Linked DNA regions of Mus musculus: region 1 is linked to region 2. A link is a contact called in public Hi-C data. All regions are on one chromosome and are shown on one strand. Each heading gives the region's core, a stretch centred on a gene start, on an enhancer-like site or on the middle of the called end of the contact. The rest is flanking DNA. Distances are from core to core; before and after follow the strand shown. Region 1 overlaps Lrp6 (low density lipoprotein receptor-related protein 6). Region 2 overlaps Etv6 (ets variant 6).

Region 1 (3,566 bases), core at 486-2,985, 360 kb before region 2:
CAAGAGGTTTTTTTTTTTTTATTAGTTTAATTCTTACATTTAGATCAGATGTATGGTTAGTTTTTGATTGTGTATGTGTGTGTAAGTTATCTCTTAAGCTCTTTTGTAAAATGTATCCCTAATAAAATTTTTAATGTGTACTATAAAAAGTAAGTCCATGTTTCATATTTGTGTATTAAGATATAATTATTTTACTTACGTATACTCAATATATACTAAGGGGCTGGAGATTGAATCCAAGACCTCCCGCCTGCCAGGCATGCTTTACCCCGGAACTATGTATCCTTAGCCCTGTATTTATTACTCATTTTTAAAGAATTTTAATATGTGTGAGCCGGTCAGAGGACAATTTTGGTTGTCAGGTTGCCAGGCTTGGCCTAGGAAGTTCCTTTAGCCATCAAGTTAGATTGACAGCCCCTCTCTGTTTTATATATTATTATGGTGCTGGAGATTGAACCAAGGGCCTTACGCATGTGAGGCAGATACTTTTATTCCTAGCCATTACTTTTAGTAACAAAATTAAAACATTTATTTTTCATTGCTTATATGCAGACATATAAATTACTTTTGGTTTGAATCATTTATCTTAGGTCCTGTTGGGTTTACTTGGTTTGGGAAGATTGGCAAAAGCCATGAGTGTGTTCTGTGTCCAGGTCATGGCATGTGTGAGTGAATGGTGCAGCAGTGCTTCCCTCGTTGTCTGGGGGGTCTTCGGGTCTTCTCATTGATCTCAGGGCCTAGATCCTGTGATATATACAATGCAGACGAGAAGACATCTCTCTCCTGCTGCTGTTCTGGGGTGTTTATTGCCAGATTAGCACAGCAGAGTGTTAACCGTAGATTTTAAAGTACTTTCACCAGGTTAAAGAAGTTTTCTTTTATTCCTGGTTTATTGACTTCATTTTAAGTCATGGATGATTATGAATCCTGCCTGTTTATTTTACATCTATAGAAATAACTTTTTAAATAAACATTGTTAATTGCATTAGTTGGTTTTTTTAAATTGTTGAACCTAGCTTATATTTTTAGGATAAATTCTACTTAATGGTAGTTAATAATTCTTTTTAGATATTGTTCTGTTGAGGATTTTTATGACCTTATCCATGAAGGATATTAATAAATAGTTTTTTCTGAGGTCTTTGTGATTTTGTTACTAACTTAGAACCAGCCTCTAAGAATGAGAAATGCCTCCTTTCCTTTTATGTCCTCACAGAGTGTGCTCCTTTCCTAGTTTGTTGTTTGTTATAAATGTGTCTGGTAGATTTAGTCTGTGGTGCTGTCTGAGCCTGCCTGTTTCTTCTTAGGGATCCTTTAAATGACAGGCTTGTGTGCGCAGCTCTGCTGTCCTCTTCCAGGAATCTATTTTAGTAATTGGTTTCTTTCTAGGAAGGGTTTCATTTCCTATACGTTGAATAATTTGTTGGCACAGAGTTGTTTATGGTGCTCCTTACGTGTTCTGATTTCTGGAAGTGTGGAAATGATGCTCCCCTTACATAAGGTCATGGAGTTCTTTCAGTTAGTTTCACATTTTCTGTCTTTTTTTTTTTTTTTTTTTTTTTTTGCCTTTGCCTTTGCAAAGCTAATAACTTGCAGTTTTGTTAATGGTTTAAAAGAATCAACTGTTTTGTTATTGATCTTTCTTCTCTGTTTCATTGATTTTTTTTTTCCCCCATGACGTTTTTATTGACTTCCCATGCTTATTTCTGCCCTAGCCTGGCAGGTTGCAAGGAGATGGACTTGCCGTTTGTCTCCTAATAGAGGCATTTCCCTCACTTAACCGCTGTGGTGGCTACTCACACTTTTCTATGCATTGTGTTTGTGTTTTGTTTTAGCTCAATATTTTACTTATCTTGTGATCTCTTTGAACGGTTGCTTTTTTGTTTTGTTTTGTTTTTCATATTTTGAGCTGGTTCTCACTACGCAGGCTTCAGATTTGGAGTAATGTTTCTGCCTTAGCCCCTAGAGTGCTATAATTATAGATACGAGACATTGTGTATTGTGACGTATTGCTTATTTAGAAGAATATGAGGAAGAAGTTAGACAATGAAAGATTGAAAAAGAAATTTAATTTCTTGGCTCTTTATCCATTTTTCTTTCTTTTGTAAAGATTTATTTATTTTATGAGTGAGTGTTTTTTCTGAATGTGTGTGTACCTTGTGTGTACTTGTTTCCTATGGAAGTCAGAAGAGGGCATCTGTTCCCCTGGACCTGGATTGTTGTCAGCCAATGTGGGCTTCTAGAAAGCCAACCAGGTCTTTGTAGGAGCAGTAAGTCCTCCTAACTGACGAGCCATCTTTCCAGTCCCCGTTTTTAGTTTCTGCAGTATAACTTTGTGTAGCACTTTTTATAACTTTAGTATTTATTGACTGGTAAGGCAGGTCTCACCACATAGTTGCAGCTGGCTCACAGTCCTCTTTCCCTGGAGGACTGGTAGTATAAGCCTGTCACTGGGCAAGACACGCATTAGTGTGTATGATGTATTTTAGTGCTGGAGATTGAATACAGGTCTTTAGGAGTGGTAGCAAGCATCATGTTTCTGAGCCAGTCACCTAAGAGTTCAGCGTTTTGATGAGCAATGCGTGGAGTTGGGGTAGAGCAGAGTGGTGGGGAGCATGAGTGGTGGGGAGCACGAGTGGTGGGGAGCACGAGTGGTGGGGAGCATGAGTGGTGGGGAGCATGAGTGGTGGGGAGCACGAGTGGTGGGGAGCTCGTGCTTCCTGTATGCAAGGCCCCGAACTCAGTTCTCAGGACTTGAAGAAAACAAAAGGCAGACATGCACAAGGCCCAGCCTTCCAAATATGCCGAGCGTACTGAGAGCACTGTCTCTCTGGAGTGTTTTATAGATGGTGAGTTAGTATGTACGGCACATGGTTTTCTAGAGAACGGAGTGCTAGGCACCACTTCCCATAGTTTCAGCGCTCAGGTTGTTTCTGTGCACAGGATTGTAGCTGTGTGTTCTTGTCATTTGATCTTTCCCACACAATGTCTATCTCCAGTGCTTTATTTTTCCTACTCAGTGTGCTGTCTGCAGTCAGTCTGTGTTTGCTGTGATTTTTACTTTTAACCTTTTGCAGTCTTTGTGTCTAAAGTATGTTTCTTATGGACAGCCTGAATTTAACTGTTGGGGCTTTATAATATGTGTGTTACAGTGTTCTTCTTACCCAGCTAGCTCCCAAAAAATTGAGACTGGACTATTATTTATTTAACATGCTTTAAAGGCACACCTGAGTAGTATTGCTCTATTTTAATCCTCTAAACTAATCTGGCTGCTCCCCCCCCCCCCCAACTCCGCCCCAAGCCAAGGTCCACTATGGCTTTCTCTGCTCTAGGTGTTTGCTCGGAAGTCTCTCCTGGACTCTCTCCCCATGGTTAATCCCCTATTTCCTCTTCCTCCATCTCCTCCCCCGGCTGGCAGGAAGTCCAGCCCTATTCTATTCCCTGCTCAGTCATTGGCTGTTAAGCTCTCTGTATTGAACATCAGGGAACACTTGGGAACTGGTGTTTACACAAGATTGAGACAGGAGATTTTCTGAATAAGGATTGTAATAATGCAGGCGAGACAGAAC
Region 2 (3,867 bases), core at 199-2,698:
GCAACAGACCACTACTCAGGCCTAATAAAAACCATGTGTTCGAGTGAGAAAAATACCACACTCAGCCCTCTCACCTAGAGATAACAACTAGGCCCCTGTAGTGCCTTCACTCATTTTTATGGATTAAAAAAAAAAAAAAAGGTTGGGGGAAGAGGGCGTCCTGGTGGGTGAGATGGTTCAGTGGTTACAGGCATCTGTCACCAATCCGGACAATCCAGAGTCCCTGAACTCACTTCTGTGAATTGTCCTTTGGCCACCACATCATGGTATGTGTACACACACACACACAAATACACCTTATAATACATGTTTTAGAAAGTTATGTTTAAAAAGGGAAAAACTGGATTATTCTAAGGTGACATCTGTAACCTATATATTCGGTGATGTTAGACAAGGGTTTTAAGAACATGATTTTTAATAATACCGAGCTTCACCAATCCTGTGTTATTGTCCTCTGCTGTGTGTCACCTGTGCATGCAATGATATCTGTCAGCTCCTCAAGTTGCTTCCTAGTGGCAATTGCTGGAGCAAGACTGAGCCAACAGGTAACACGATCTAAAGGTCTTTACTCAAGCTACCATGATCTCATGCTGCCATGATGGTCCCACAACGGCACCACTCCTTGCGTTCGCGTGTACTCATATCTGTTTTGTGTTTAGACAGAGTCTCATGTAGCCAAAGCTGGCCTCAGACTTGCTCCACAGCCGAGTTACGTGGACTTGGGATTCTCCGGAGTCTAGCTCTACACGGCTGGGATGACAGGCGTGTGACCCCCACGTCTGATTTATGTGGTCCCAGCGATGGGAGCAGGGCTTTGTGCACTGCTCAGCAGGCACGCTATCAACTAAGTCAGGCTCCTTAGCCCATCCGTGGTTAAACAACTGAGCTCAGTCAGTGCTGCTTTTCTCACCTCCATGGCTTCTCCTATTGTCCGAGTGAGCGGCGAGATATAAAGACAAACGCCCATCTCCGTCTTCCTTCAGCTCCACCTCTCTTGGCAATCGACGTTAAAGGAACAAACAAGAAACCCCAAACTCTGCCAGTTCAGGACTTTACTATTCCAACAACCTGCTTCCTTCATGTCATCCACTGTTCCTTATTCTTTGCTGAGTTACTCAGTTTCATTAGGGCAGAAAATCTGGTACTCATATTGGGTGTTACCGTCGCGGTGACGACTTTTTCCTGGCATGCTTACTGTGGTCACTGCACTGGGGACTTGTTTTAACCTAGGAAATCAATTTCCATCACCTCGTAACTTCCATGGGCTGCCTCCGAAGCTCCTCCCTCCTCTCCTGTGAACTCTCAGGTGCGCTATGAAAACGTCATCAACTGTGACACGGTTTGCAGACTCAGCACTGCTGATAACCAGCTCTTTCGACAGCTGCAAACACTGTGAGCACCCAGTGCCTGGTGCTGCAGCGGACACGGCAGAAAAGACACTGAACGGGTCTCCTGATTGGTCTTTAGGGATGTCAGTTCAAGACAGATAACAGCAGCCTGGACAGACCTGAAGGACTGCATAAAACAGAACAGGTTGGCACAATGAGGCAATCGATAAAGTATTGACGTGCGTGCCATCGGTAAGAGTACAATGTTCAGGGCAGAAACCTGCTTCATTGACTGTGCAGAAACCACTGCTTGGATGTGATCGTTGGTGCAATTTATGTGATTTCGCTGGCCCATGAGCAGCTCGCACACTAGGGTGATGTTAAAAATGTGGTCTCAGGAGGAGTGACCTGAGCAAGGGACAGCTAGGACAGTGACAGCATCTACACATCTGATGTGGTGGACAAGATCTCCCCTAAATTGAAAACCATGAATTCATACGGAAAAGTGTCTGTTCTTACTCATAATGGAATCAAGTGTGCAGCAGCTACCTGGCATATGGGGTATTCAATGAATATTGCGGAAGAAGGAATCACAAATGTACGTAAAGTTATTTTTGTGAATGGTAAAGCCAGCCATGTCTACATTTGTTTCACAGACTAACCCCACCATTCAACAAGGTACCGACTACACTGTGAGGCCGGGGGCATTTGCTCAGAATGGCCAAGCTTTCTTCTACAGTCAACTTTCCAGGCGTACAACCTGTGTGAAAGAGGCTGCATCCAAGTACTTTATCTACTGGCTTCTGATGTCAGATCTGGTGTCACCACTCAGGTCCCTTCCTTAGGTCACATTCTTAAGAATGTCTCTCTATATCTCATCTCTTTCTTAAAACCAATTTTTATTACTTTTAGTTCTGAGCATTGTGGAAGGGTGTGTGCACTTGAGTGCAGATGCCCACAGAGACCAAAGACTGGATTTCCTGGAGGTAGAATTATGGGTAGTTTTGAGCCAATCAGCATGGGTGCTGGGAACCAAACTTCATTTCCCTGTAAGAGCAACATGCACTGTTAACTTCTGAGTCATCTCTCCGGTTCTCAGATCCAAACCTTTCTCTTTTCCCAGTCATTTGTTATAAGTGAAAGGCTCAGATCATAGCTTTAACTACAGAAAACTCTACAAGTTGCTTTCTGACACAAGGCTTCCTCCGGGCCATGACCCATCTGTGAACAGGGATTTACAGACACGACCACATAGTGATGACATCTAACTATGTCCAAATGTGCAGAGATCCTCTTTACAAACACAGAGCTCTGACTCTGAGACACTCGGAGGCAAGGAGGGAGGTCTGAGTCTACCTTCCGGGATCCCTGGGTCCATGTTTGTAAAACTGAGAATTCCTGGGGGCTGTTTAAAGTAACACCACCCTCACTCTGACACTGTTAACAATTTACTACTTGTTAATTTTCCCCAAGTTCTTCAAGGGTCAGAAAGCAGGTAACAGGTATTCCTCATGCCACAGCTGGAATAATGGCATGGTTAATTTCTGCATTCATTTTGATTTTTCAAATCCGTTTTAGCCCTTGGTTTCTACAAATTGGTTATAGGACTTGTGGACATTAAAATCTGAGGCTGCCCAAGTCCCCTGTATGAAATGACACGGTAATGACACAGTGTGTAGCATAGAAGCTACACACACACACACACACACACACACACACACACACACACACACTTTCCTGAATATTTCAAATTATGTAAGCATTACTTATAATACAATATAAGTGCGATGTCAACAGTGGTTAGAGCCTAAGAAAAGTGCTTCACACCCTGGCTTAGCTGGACTTAAACAATGTGTAGAACTTCGTTTCCATGAGCCTTGAACTACCAAAAAAACAATCTTTTCCTTACATGCAGAATAAAGAACCTAAACTAGCTTGTGATGATAAAACAATGTATATTTACATCTGAACTGGGCAATATTGATGTTCGGGGATGAAAACTGTTAGTAGGGAAGGGCCCTAAAAATATTTCTCTCCATCTTGGTCATTTAGATTTCACCTTTAACATTTGCAAGTCAAGTCTCAAACAGTCGGGATTTGGAAACACTTCACTAAAAAGGGGAGAGAGATGGGGAGAGAGAAAGAGAGAGCGTGCACGCGCACGTGGTTATATTTAGATTTTATTGAATTAAGAATTCTTTTATGTCAACAAAGTCAACTTAAAATTATGACGAGGGAAATAATGAAATACAGTCTAAGTTTTTCATACTTAAAATCCTGAACTTGTCTTTCAAAGCCAATTCTTATAATTAGAATGATTAAAAAAAAAGTTTAGACTTTGATTGTTAAAGATAGACCTAAGAATGACATGAGAAACTTAAATGGAGAACTGCCCTTCTCAGCTGTCCCTGTAACTGTGTGACCTGGTAGCTAAAGGCTAAGTAGCTGGAAGGACTTGAGGGTTTGCTTCAGACACTCCACAATCCAGCTACCTTTTAAAGGAAATATGCAATTAAGTTACTTTCCCCAAGTCACTGTG

Evidence for each region. A called contact is a pair of places that touch in the nucleus more often than the background predicts.
Region 1: a Hi-C map of liver shows a contact between it and region 2, with 4 times the contacts expected there. The contact joins two enhancer-like sites. A contact is called at or near these places in 1 of 484 Hi-C or Micro-C datasets (liver) and 1 of 115 datasets of contacts at active chromatin or transcription factors (pancreatic cancer cells).

The regions. Positions count from the first base shown.
Region 1 is chr6:134,515,445-134,519,010 of GRCm38.p6, reverse strand. All of the region lies in intron 3 of Lrp6 (low density lipoprotein receptor-related protein 6), which reads left to right. Among named protein-coding and RNA genes, the nearest start is that of Lrp6, 50 kb to the left of the region's middle. Within about 2 kb of position 1,735, at least 27 of the 459 cell types and tissues checked have an H3K27ac peak or open chromatin away from gene starts, as enhancers often do. A contact at or near this core is called in liver, where this site is marked.
Region 2 is chr6:134,158,687-134,162,553 of GRCm38.p6, reverse strand. The region is part of intron 2 of Etv6 (ets variant 6); the gene reads right to left. Among named protein-coding and RNA genes, the nearest start is that of Gm52920, 26 kb to the left of the region's middle. Within about 2 kb of position 1,448, at least 13 of the 459 cell types and tissues checked have an H3K27ac peak or open chromatin away from gene starts, as enhancers often do. A contact at or near this core is called in liver, where this site is marked.